Regions from separate parts of the Rattus norvegicus genome. Here region 1 is linked to region 2. The links are chromatin contacts, called in public Hi-C maps. All regions are on one chromosome and are shown on one strand. Each heading gives the region's core, a stretch centred on a gene start, on an enhancer-like site or on the middle of the called end of the contact. The rest is flanking DNA. Distances are from core to core; before and after follow the strand shown. Region 1 has its middle 220 kb from the start of Tnc. Region 2 overlaps Tnc (tenascin C).

Region 1 (6,567 bases), core at 3,199-5,698, 300 kb after region 2:
AAATTGCTGCACAGAGGCCATGGAAGAAAGCATTTGAGTCTTTCTGAAGCACAAAATCTCAGCCTGTTTAGGGCATTGAAGGAATCCTCATTGTGTCATCAGTTGCAGTCCATGTGTTTTATTTACAGATGTTTCATGAGAAGAGAGATAGAGAGACAGAGGACGCTGCCTCCTCTAAAATTCCCTTAGCTAGTGGGGAGGCAGCCCATTTATAACGGTAATACAACCTAATGTTTTCCATTTGTTGGGAAATTGTTTTTACCAATATTTTAGTGACTCAGGAATCCAGGGTCATAATGACAGAAGGAAAAACTGTAAATCACAAAACTAAGTCTGATATGAAATTTCTTTGATTTATTTCTTCTTTTATTTATTCAAACACTCCAGAATCACTGCCAAGGTCCAGGGCAAATGTAACAAAGAGCAGGTGTCTCCCAGGGCCTTTACAACTGTTGTGACTGTGTCCCAGAAGGAGTTCATCAGCTACACATGGATGCAGGGTAATAAGCAGTTGCATTGTTTGAGTTAGAAAATTTACTCATGAACTCTATGACACATTCAGTGATTATTTCTTTCTTATTGAAGGAAGAGAATGAAGGCTATAGTGAAAGGATCTCAGAACCAGGAGTATGGCAGCTTGGTGTCTACATGCAAATGCTTTGCCTATTAGAGGGTGATTTTCAAAATCTCCTACTCACAGAATATTTTCATAGATGCAAAGGGACTTGCTTACCTTGGAAGTAGTACACAGGTTTAGTAAGAATTATCCACCATGGAGTCCATTTATTCTTTATGTTTCCTACTTCCTCTTTCTTCCAAATAAGCATTCATTCAGGAATGAATTAATTTCTTCCCTGTGGCTGCTAGAACAGATTATTAAAAATATGGTAGATTCAAACACTGTAATTTATTCCATTTTATTTCTTGGAGAACAAGAGCCAAAAGCCAGTATTGCTGAATTGAAATTAAAGCATCATTAGTGATGTCTCTCTGGACACTCTGGGGAATAATCTATTCATGTTTATTAGTTGCTGATATGATAATTTCTATCATTCCAGGCTCAGCTTCTGTGGATACATTACATTGGGTCTTATATCTAAACACTCCTTCTACACCATCAAAGGACATATGTGTGTACATTTAGGGTGACCCAGAAAGACCAGGATCATCTGCTTGTGTATTAATCATTAACATTCACAATTGAAAAACTTTATTTTACCACAAAATTTAGCATTCACAAAGCCCTTAGTACTAGAATATTAATATTTGGGTTACGATTCAACCTGCCACATCTTGTATTCATGTACTTGCCTGAAGTTTTAGAATGGGTAAAGTATTTTGACTTAGAATATAGGGTTTGGAATGAAAAGAAATCAGCTCAGAGTACTGTCTCTTTCATTTACTAGAAATGGTTTTGTGCAAGCTAGTGATATTATAGTAGTGATAATATAGTGATATTATAGACGTGTCTGTCTCTTTTTTTGCCGTTTAAAAATACCTGAAGGTAGATACCATATAAAGAGAAGAGGTTCAGTTGGCTAGCTCAGACTTGGAGGCTAAAAGTCCAAGACTTGATTGCTGTAGCTGTTTGGCCTCTGGAATGAGCACCTCATTGTCCATGGAATCAGAAGGAAGGTGCTGGGGGCAGAAGGTATCATTTGGTGAGAAGGAGAAACCAGAGGGCAAACAAGATTTTCTAACATCAGAACCTACTGGGGACCCATTGGGACCACATTTATCCTTTCTGAGGGTAGCACTTCTAATACTCTATCTAATTCAGCACTTCTCAACCTGGAGATCATAACTTCTTTGGGGGCTGCATATCTGGTATCCTGCATATCAGATATTTACATTACAATTCATATCAGTATTAAAGTTATAGTTATGAAGTAGCAACAAAAATAATTCTATGGTTGGGGGTCAGCACAAAATAAGGAACTGAATTGTTTTTAAAGAATTTTTGGTACTTTAAATAACAAGCACCAAATGTGTTAATAGATTTTATCATATTTTTCTTCTTTCCATAATTTATTCTTATTTTATTCATACTACATCCCAATTGCAGTTCCCTTCCGGCTTTCTTCCTAGTCCTGCCCTTACAAGTCCTTCTCCTCACTAGCCCACCTTCTCTTTAGAGAATGGGAAGACCCCTTGGGTACCACCCAACCCTAGGACGTCTAGTTTCTGCAGAACAAAGCACTTCCCCTCCCACTGAAACCCAACCAGGCAGTCCAGGTAGAGCAAGGAGATCCAGTGGCAGCCAATAGACTCAGAGACAGTCCCTGTTCTAATTGTTAGGGGATTCACCTGAAGATCAAGCTGCACATCCGCTACAAATCTGTGGGGTGGGGAGGGCTAGGTCAAGTCTCTGCATGCTTTTTGGCTGGTGGTTCAGTCTCTGTGCGCCCCTTTGGGTCCAAGTTAGTTGACTCTGTAGGTCTTCACCTCTTCTGTCTTTGACCCCCTCAGACTTATTCAATTTTATCCCCAACACTTCCACAAAACTCCCAAGCTCCACCTGATGTTTAGCTACTGTATTACAGGGTCACAGCATTAGGAAGGTTGAGTAGCACTGCTCTAATTAGTTCCCATTGAACTTTACTTTAGACTTAAGGATTCAATTACCTCTTAATTCTGCCATGCTGGGGAGGATGTGGAGAAAGAGGAACACTCCTCCATTGCTGGTAAGATTGCATACTGGTACAGTCATTCTGGAAATCAATTAGGAGAATTGGAAATAGACCTTCCTAAAGACTCAGAAATACCATTCTTGGGAATATACCCAGAAGGTGACCCATCATGCCACAGGGGAACATGTTCCACTATGTTCATAATGGCCTTATTTGTGATAACCAGAAGTTGGGACAAACCCAGATGCCCCACGACAGAAGAATGGATACAGAAAATGTGGTTCATTTACATAATGGAATACTACTCAGCTATTAAGACGGAGGACATCCTGAGTTTTGCAGATTAATGTATGGAGCTAGAAAATATCATCCTGAGTGAGGTAACTCAGATGCAAAAGGACGTGCATGGTATGTTCTCACTAATAAGTGGATATTAGCAAAAAAAAAAAAAAAGCACAGAATACCCAAGTACAGTCAGTCCACAGAACTCAAAAAGGCTAACTAAAGGGCCCAAGTGAAGGTCCTCAGTCCCCCTTGGGAGGGAGAAGAAAGCAACCACAAGAGGGCAGGAGGGACCAGGGAGGGAAAGGGGATGGGGTTGAATGGAGAGGGGAACATGATCTGGTATTGGCAGGAGAAAAGGACTGAAGCCCTGAGGGCCAGCAGAAAGAATGGAAACAGGTGATCTCAGGAGGAAGGAGGTTGGGAGGACCCTCCAGAATGTACCAGAGACCTGGGAAGTGAGAGACCCTCATGACTCAAGTGGGGGTACTATAGATGAAATGCCCTACAGTGGGGTTAGGGAACTTGTCGAGCCCACCTCCAGCAGAAAGACAGGGTATCAAGTGAGGGATGGGGTTGCTATCCCACAGTCAAAGCTCTGACCCATAATTCTTCCTGTTTGAAAGAAATGCAGGGATGGAAATGGAGAAGAGCCTGAGGAAAAAGGGTCCAGTGACACACCCAGAGGGGCATCCAGCTCAAGGGGAGGGCCTAACACCTGACACCATTACTAAAGCTATAGGTCGCTCAAAAAAGGCATCTATCATGACTACCCTCCAAAAGACCCAATAAGCAGCTGAAAGATTCAGATGCAGATATGTGCACCCAACCAACTAACAGAAGCTGCTAACTCCTCTGGTTGAATTGGGAAAAACTGGAGGAAGCTGAGGAGGAGCACAACCCTGTAGGAGGACCAGGAATTAGGGAAACAACTCCCTCCACAATAGCAACTGATAATATGAAGTATCTTGGAGTAACAAGTGAAAGGTCTGTATGATAAGAAATTTAAGTCTCTCAAGAAAAAAAATCGAAGATCTCAGAAAATGGAGCGATCTCTCATGCTCATTGGTGAATGAACGTAGGAGATGGCAATAATTGTGTAAAGAGCCATTTAAAATCACATAGAAGCTTAAAGCAACCTTGGGGAGGTGCATCCAGAGCTTCATGCTCTTCAGTCAGAATGGCAGTTTCAATAGAGGGGCATTAGGCTAATTAGGAGTCTATATAAAACAGTCACCAGTTTATAATCTGTAATCTTCTCCCTGTATGTGTTCTACATGTGATCTACCCAGCAGCACTGACTCAGACAAATACTGTTATTTTCAATACTACATAATGAAGTGACACTATTTGGGGAAATGATCCTTCTTTTGAAGGTGTCACCATGACTAAGTGGCCAGGTTCATTCTCAGCTTCCTGTGGAGTTATTGTAAGACTTATGTATTTCTCTCCATACCTATGTGTCTCTCAAACAAACCAGCAGTCACTAAGCACCAAGTCTGAGTCAGACCTTGAGTAATGGGCTGTTTGGGATACAGTTTGGGTAATTTTGATTCTGTGCAGGAAAGCAAATAGAGCAAGAGACAGATGGTCACATACCCATTGTGCAAGGAGTGCTGAAAAAGAAAAGCTGTGTTGGCTCAAGGCATGGCTCGGTGTTTGGGAAAAGAGGACGCAGAGCCAAACAGGGGCAGTGTACTTTGGAGTTAATCTCTGGCTAGCCAAGACAGTAGAATGCTTGGGAAATGGCCTCAGAGACAGACAGGGAGGGCCCTGGCTTTGCCTGCTTAACTGCTGACAGCCTAGCTTTTGGCACTGCCAGCTAACAGCCCAGAATGGCAGAACAGCACTTAGCCTTAAGTTGTTCCATGGCCCTTTGCCTTCCTTCCACATGTCTCTCTTTTCCTGGCATCTTTTCTTCCTGGACACCCAAATTTGTCCTCATTGCTTATCCTCCTCCATTTTGATGGAAGGATGTGTTAATGAAGACGTACATTTTCTGTAAAGGATCAGAAAAGGAAAATAAATGTGTTAAGAAGAAAAGTCACGGTGACCGTAAGAAGCAAATCTACCTCTCATTACAGAATACTGTTCAGTGTGATGCTGGCTTTACATGTGTGAGAGGGTAGTGATGAAGCACATCAGAGAGGACACTAATTGCTTTGATCTGTATGAAGACATAGAGATGGGAAACTGGAATAGGTTTGCCATTTTGTGGGTTTATTTCTGCTTGGCAAATATAGATTTTTATCATGTAAGATTTCCTTTAGAAATCTGTTAAAGGCATTTCAGGGGCTTTGATTTGGGTTGATATTCTAAGAATACGTGCTTTGAGCCAGAGATCCAGGTTTAAACACAAGCTCAATTGATTTGCCTTCTTTTATTCCCCCACATAAAGTGGAAACATCTTTATTGATAGTTTAGGACAATTAAAACACAAGAAAAAATAAAGATGAGACCACAAAAGTATAAAATTGCAGCACATGAGTTAATATTCTTCACCCTCATCGTCTTCTTCAGCACTCTCTGCACCAGTCTCCTCTTAATCATTCTCTAGGGCAGCCAGGTCCTCATGGGCCTCAGAGAACGCCCCCTCCTCCATGCCCTCACCCGCGTACCTGTGCACAAAGGCACACTTGGCATACATCAGATCAAACTTGTGATCTAGGTGAGCCCAGGCCTCAGCAATGGCTGTGGTGTTGCTCAGCAGGCACACAGCTCTCTGGACCTGGCCAGGTGGACACCAGGTACCACAGTAGGAGGCTGGCAATTAATGCCAACCTTGAAGCCAGTGGGGTAACAGTCCACAAACTGCATGGTATGCTTGGTCTTGATGCTGGCAATGGCAGTGTTGACATCTTTGGGAATCACATCACCATGGTACGGCAAGCAGCAGGCTATGTATTTACTATGGAGAGGATCACATTTTACCATCTGGTTCTCTGGTTCAAAGCAGGCATTGGTGATCTCTGCTACTATATGTTGCTCATGGTAGGCTGCCTCAGCAGAGATGGCAGGGACATAAATGGCCAGATGGAAGCAGATGTGAGGGTAGGACACCAGGTTAGTCTGGAATCCTGTCAGATCAACAAACAGGGCCCCATCAAATCTGAGGGAAGCAGTGCTGGAAGACACAATCTGGCTAAAAATGCGATTAAGGTTAGTGTAGGTTGGGCGCTCGATGTTGAGATTTCTACAGCAGATGTCATAGATTGCCTCATTGTCTACCATGAAGAAATAATCAGAGTGCTCCAGGGTGGTGTGGGTGGTAAAGATGTAATTGTAGGGCTCAACCACAGCAGTAGAAACCTGGGGTCTGGGTAAATGGAGAACTCCAGCTTGGACTTCTTTCCATAATCAACAGAGAGCCACTCCATTAGCAGGAAGGTAAACCCAGAGTCAGTTCCCTCGCCAAATCTGTGGAAAACCAAGAAGCCCTGAAGCTCTGAAGAAGCAGTGAAGACACTGGTCAGCTAGCTTGCAAATTCTGTCAAAGACAATGTCAATGACTTCCTTGCCAATGGTACAGTGGCCACGGGCATAGTTATTGGCAGCATTTCCCTTGCCTGTGCTGAGCTGCTCAGATTGGAAGAGCTGGCAGTAGGTGCCACTTCATCAATAACTGTGGGTTTTAGGTCTACAAACACAGTGGGGG
Region 2 (6,469 bases), core at 830-3,329:
CTTCTGCTGGAATAGCCAGCCATGGATGGTGGTTACAGATACCTCTCAGCTAAACACTATAGGGAAGCCTATCTCAGGGGCCCCTTGATTTATTAATATGTTCCTTAGTCAATAATAAAGCTCTCTTTATGAGTATCCAATTCCTCCTGGCCTTTGTGGTGGACTCTAGGGTCCTTATTCACTGAAAAGTCTTCTAGATATAGATAGGAATCTGGATGCTGGGAATTCGTTAAGTGAGCAATGGTCACTAGTGTAAAAGAAAAGAGACAAGAATAAGAATGTATAGGAGAAACATAGGTTTAACAATGGTTCCAAGCAGCCTGATATAGCTATCTCCTGAGAGGCTCATTCAGAGCATGACAAATACAGAGGCAAATGCTAGCAGCAAACCATTGAACTGAGAGAGAGCAGGGTCCGCACTAGAGGAATTAGAGAAAGGATTGAAGGAGCTGAAGGGGCTTGTAACCCCATAAGAACAACAATACCAACCAACCAGAGCTTCCAGGGACTAAACTACAACCCAAATACTACACATGGACAGACCCATGACTTCAGATCCGTATGTAGCAGAGAATGGCCTTGTTGGGCATCAAAGGGAGGAAAAACCCTTGGTCCTGCCAAGGCTCAATAACCCAGTGTAGGGGAATATCAGGGTGGGGAGGTGGGAAGGGGGAGTGTTTGGGGAGGGGAACACCCTTATAGAAGAAGGGGAGGGGCTGGGATAGGGGGCTTATGGACGGGAAACCAGCAAAGGGAATAACATTTGAAATATAAATAAAAAATTTCCAATAAAAAACAAAACACAAACAAACAAAATGGTTCCAAGCATCTAGGCAGTCCTAAGAGTGAGCCACTTCTCAGAATCTCTGAGAAGTGTCTGCCAATGGAGCAGAACCACAGGGCTGGCACAACTCCCCAAGTCTGTGTCTGGGGCAGCAACTCGGTAGGTCTGAAGGAGTAAATGTGAACGTCAGCTCTCTGAACTTCAGGAAGGAAAAGATGTATACACAGTCAACTGCTATGGCTGAACCTCAGGAAGGAATATATCATCCTAATCCTACAGTTGTGGCACAGAGATGGAGTGAAAAATAGGTCCCGTGACTCACCCCCACCCTCCATCTCCCTTCAGTGTACTGCTGGTGCCTCCCGTTTATCATATTCTACCAGATTCTGGAGGACTTTGGTATGATTTACAGGAATAACCTTGGAGTGGACCACAGAACAGAGAGAAAGGAGGAGTGTGGATAACCAAAGGATCTTAGGAGTCACTGAACATCTTGGATATTAATCTCAGGGGTGACTTTGCTTGGCTCATGTCAGGGGACAAATTGTGTGTAGCCTATAGCTTGAAGAGACTTTCTCAGTTAGAGGCAACTGCTTGGAAAAGTCATAGGGTCAGAGACTGAAAGATGTGTTGAGCTTTGAACACTGTAGTCTCAGACCCCTCTGTTACCCAGCTTCCATTTATGGCAATGGTTCTCAACCTTCCTAATACTTTAATACAAGTTCCTCATGTTGTAGGGCCTCCCAAACATAAAATTATTTCATAGCTGTAATTTTGCTACTGTTGTGAATCATAATGTAAATAACTGATATGTGACCCCTAAGGGGCTCATGACCCATAGGATAAGAACCACTGTTTTAAAAGGGCATCTAAATTCTTCCCAAGGCTCTAATTAAGGACCCTTGTCTGATATAGCCCCCTTTCTAATGAGCACTTGATTCTTGTGTGGGTCCTAGGAGGCCTCTTAGCAGCTAGGCCTATCTACAGCTCTGAAGAGAGAAGGGATTTGGGTTTAGGCACTTCCAAGTCAGTGGCCAGTGGAGAGTTAAGCCTCGATCTTAAGGCCTAGTTGTTACAGAGAGCCAGTTGTTTGGGTTTGTGCAGCCAGGACAACGTTGCTATGGCCGAGTTGCAGGTTATGGGTCTTATGATCTGGAACAGCAAATTGTATATGTAACGTGACAGCATTTATTAAAGCAAGATAAACCCAGCAGCAGAGGATCTGGCTGGAGCCATGAATTCCTCTCATCCTGGCTTCTTAACCACTACATTCCATTTGAATGAGGTCCCAGAGGCCTAACCACTTTCGTTAAATAAGCCAATTTGCTGAGAATCTTTAAGACTATGAGTTGGGGATTGCCCTGTGCTTGGTTTGAAGGGAAAGGCTACAGCCCAGGATTCTGACTCACTGCATTGCTGGACAGGCTCATACCTGCTGGGCTGGGTAGGGAGTACATGGTACCTTTAAGTATCTGGACTCAGTTTAGAGCTTCTCTTCTGCTTAAGTCCTTTGATATAGGGGGAGGAGACATGTGGTGTATTTTCTAGATTTAATAATTCAAGAGTGCCCCCACATACCAGACAGTTGAATTTTGCCAATTCTAATTTGTTATTAGAACCCTGTTACTGTGGCACATCAAAAACCAAAAGGGAGAGATTTTCATCAGGGGCTGACAAAAGAGGGAACAGAGACATTGGGGTCAATGGTTTAAGCAGGTTTAAGCAGCTCTGTTTACTATGGGTAAATAGCCAGAGTCAAGCCATAGGAACTGATAGTGTATCTCTACTGTCACAGTCAGAGTCTTCATGCTTGCCAAGCACTGTGCTAGATGCTCTCCTGGATGCACAGCTAACTCTTCATGGAAATACTATAAAGAAGAAACGGGCATTTCCTTTACAGAACAGAGAATTGAGGCTCATAGAAGTTAGGCAGTTTGGTTGAGTTTGGGAGGTCTGCCAATGTTCCCAATCTTTTTCTCATGATAGAACTTCCAGACTTCACTAGAAAATAGACATCAAGGCATCTTTAAAACATAAATCATGAAGAATGAAAAACACCAACCATGAAAATGACAAGCACGAAGTTCCTTCTTAGGATGTAAGTTCTTTCAACTTTCTAGTTGAAAGAAGCTCTAGTTTATTTCCCTTTCTGCCTCCTGTTTTCTCTCTCTTCTTTTCTTCCCTGGAATTGAGCCCTGTGACCCCTTCCCTCTCCTTTTCAGCATCCCTCTCTTTGTTCTGATAGACTGGTTTTGGCCAAATTCAGACTTGACAATGAAAATCAAAATGACAGCCAGACTGAAAAGTACTGTGCTTTTTATTAAAAAACAACAACAAAAAAATACAATCAGGTACTGTCCAGACACATTTGGGAAGGGAATGTCTCTTTAAAAGTCCTCAGTTTTCAACATCATCATCACCATCACCATTATTATATTAATAATATTAATGTCCTTGAAATTTAAACAATATCATTTTTCTGGCTTCAGTTGTAGGAAATGTACAAAACATCAGTGGGGCGCAGGGCAAGGGGTAACCTCCAATGACGTATGTTTTATCTTTGCGACCCAACCAATAACAATTGAACAGCTTTGTGTAGAATATAGCTGGCTCTGAAAATGACTATGTCCGCTGGATAGCCAGCTCGCCCCTCTCCCATTCCCAGAACCACCCAGTAGAAGTAAAAATCACGGTGTTGCTGTCGCTAGGAGACTTTGCTCAATCAAACAAAAAAGCAGAAACTAGTTGCAGACTGTTGTCTTTGGTGCAAAGGAAGTAATTGCAGAGGGGCCTACGTCAGTGCCTCAGTGATCCATGGTCTGCTTGGATGCCCATCAAATGCCCAAGGATAGCTTCACCGTTGGACTGGTTGTATTGATGCTTTGGTAAAAATCCTGTTTTCTCTGGGCCCCATTCCTCTCTCACCAAATTGTCCCTGGGATTTATGCCCGCTTACGCCTGCCTTCCAGATTTCGGAAGTTGCTGGGTCTTAGTTTCATCTCCGCAAACTGGATTGAGTACTCATGGCCCTTCCAGTGGAACCAGTTAACACCCTGTGAAAAAAAAACCAGAGCCCTCTGGGTTAGTTTCCATTTGGACACATGTTCATGGACCATCACCATTTAGTCATCAAAACACAAAGGGGTTTGTTCCAACTTATAACCACTTGGCATTTCACAGGCAACTGTCTCTTGACTCTGTATTTGCTGGCCTGTGTGTAAAACCTTTCAAAAGGGCCAGCTGAATCTAAATTAATTCTTTACCCATCATTAGGAGTCATCACGATTTAGGCAGAGCCTTGGACAGCCATCTTGAAATAAAATGGTAACTGACATTAATTTCTGTTTTTAAGAAAAAGGGTGTAAGAATTCAGGTCAAGATGAGGTTACTGAGCAGCTGGGTGCAGTGTGTGTGTGTGTGTGTGTGTGTGTGTGTGTGTGTGTGTGTGTGTGTGTGTGTGTGTTAATTCACAGGATACTGATAGGGGTATTTTACTAAGGGTCTAGCATAGAACAGCAAAAATGAATGTGGGTAGAGTAAAAGCATTGCAGACTGACATGCAGTGTTAGGGTTGCAGAGCAGCACATCCGTGTGAGGGCTGAGGGGATGATTCAACAAGGAAAGGAGTTTGTCTCTCAAACCTGAGTTATATCCCGAGAACCCACAAAAAGGTGAGAGGAGGGAGCAGACTACATTGCTGTCTAAATGTGTGTGTCTCCGTACATATACCATGTATACACATACACACACACACACACACACACACACACACACACACACACACACACACTGTAAAAGAGATAAAGGGTCTTGAACAACAACTCCTGTGGGCCTCAGTCTCACTGCATGTGATTTGTATTTTCTTGAGCTCAGAAATATGCTACGATGGGAGTTGTACTAGACTTGGATGGGGTTTGTGGAAAAAACAGAGGGTGGGGGTCTACGCATATGAGGCTTTGGGTATGCTTCCAATATTATTCTGGGACCTGAGGAAGGTCAGCTTTCACAGGGCATGAGTATCTTTGCAAAGCAAAGGGGATTTGAAGTTCATGCCTTCTACCTAGGTCCTTCTTGCGACTATGAAGATGCTTGTGGGTCTGTGCTCTGCCAGGGTGTATATCATCCCTGTTTCCCTTGAATAGCATCCCCTTTCATCAGCTTTACAGAGTTCTAACAGCAATTTTCTCTGTGGGGAAAGTTCTAAATTTGTGACCTATTTGGACAGTGGTTCCCCTTAGACTCTTTAAGAGTTACACTGTGCTGTTTCTTAATCTTAGCTCATCTTCCATGTCATTGAGATTTCTCACTGTTTTGGAAGATAACACATTTTCTACTTCAAGTGTCCTTTCCTTATGCACATCTTGCTTCCCCAGACTTGTCAGACTACTCACCTGACTGTGATTATTGTCCCCATATCTGCCCATCAGGTTGACACGATGACAGTTCTTATACCAGAAAGCTCCTTTGTAGGACAGGGCACAGTTGGTGATGGCTGAGTCTGTGTCCTTGTCATAGGTAGAGAAGGATCTACCATTGTGATAGTTCATGGAGTCACCTGATTGAGAAAAAAAGAGAAGAAAGAATAAAGACTCCCCCCAAATCAAAGTCTTGTGAGGTTGGCAAGGGCAGAATCAAAGGCTAGAACTGAAAGATCCTTAGGAATGCTGGCACTGAACCTCAGACTAGACTGAAGATCAAAGCCGCCCCCAAGACTTATCTTTGACAGAAGCACTGTTATATGCTAAGAAAGAAGGCTGCAGGTGGTTCTGGAAAGTTCCATTCAAGTCCATCTCTTTGCCTTTCTTACTGTGACCTGGCACAGGCTGAGCTTCCTCTAAACCTTCATTTTCTCCTCTGAAAATTGCAGGCATCCCGTGGATTCTGTCTATCCCACAGCACTATTCTGATACCAGCTATGTATTTTTTTTTCTGGACAGGTAGGAGTGGCATACAAAGAGCTAAGGTTGTTGTTTATGATTTGTCTATATTTGCTTTACATAAAAGACCTATGAGGATAAGGTGAGAAATTTGCATTTAATAGCGATGTGTGAGTCAGGCATGGTGGTGAACATCTGTAATCCCAGCATGTGGTAGGCTGGGCTAAGGCAGGGAGTGCACATGTTTGAGGCCACCATAGGCTTCATAATAAGACCCTGTAAACTTACAAACAAAACAAAAATAATACCAGTGGGCATGCCCCTCATATACAAAGGTATCTGGCTATAGTCATAATTAAGACCTTTAGTCACTAAATATTGTCAGCTAGCTTGGGTATCTTGTAATTATTTAAAAAGAGTGTTTACCAGGCTGGTGCTGTCTGATTCTTACCTAAGAACTTGGTTTTCATATAGTGCTACTTAAGAATATTGTCTGGGTCCTCCTTACTCCCAAGCCATAGGGCTGTGTGCAAACAATTTAAGACATCCAAGTATTTGATGCTGAGATCTTAGAGCAAGCTATCAAAGGTCCTCCAGAGTCTTTTTAACCAACATTGATACTCATAACATACAGGAGAGTGGGCAGACATTGATGAAACTTTCCTGTGAGGCACTATCACCAAAGCATGCAGGAAGCTACAAGCTAGAAAGAATTATTCTGAGGGAAGGGAAAAACCACAGTGTACTCCTTCACCAGAGATATAAAGTGAACATAAGTTAAATCCTTGTTGGTTGGTAGATTTTCTTG

Evidence for each region. Hi-C and Micro-C count contacts between places; a contact is called where the count stands out from the background.
Region 1: a contact with region 2 is called in a Hi-C map of the A7r5 cell line, with 2.7 times the contacts expected there. The contact joins two enhancer-like sites. A contact is called at or near these places in 2 of 12 Hi-C or Micro-C datasets (the A7r5 cell line and Schwann cells).

What each region holds. Positions count from the first base shown.
Region 1 is chr5:82,689,508-82,696,074 of GRCr8, forward strand. It overlaps the pseudogene tuba1c-ps3. Among named protein-coding and RNA genes, the nearest start is that of Tnc, 220 kb to the left of the region's middle. Within about 2 kb of position 4,449, at least 9 of the 93 cell types and tissues checked have an H3K27ac peak or open chromatin away from gene starts, as enhancers often do. A contact at or near this core is called in the A7r5 cell line, where this site is marked.
Region 2 is chr5:82,388,257-82,394,725 of GRCr8, forward strand. It overlaps Tnc (tenascin C), which reads right to left. Exons shown (of 26, transcript NM_053861.2): 25 at 5,176-5,339; 26 at 3,084-3,837. The coding sequence ends at 3,727. Among named protein-coding and RNA genes, the nearest start is that of Tnc, 85 kb to the right of the region's middle. Within about 2 kb of position 2,080, at least 10 of the 93 cell types and tissues checked have an H3K27ac peak or open chromatin away from gene starts, as enhancers often do. A contact at or near this core is called in the A7r5 cell line, where this site is marked.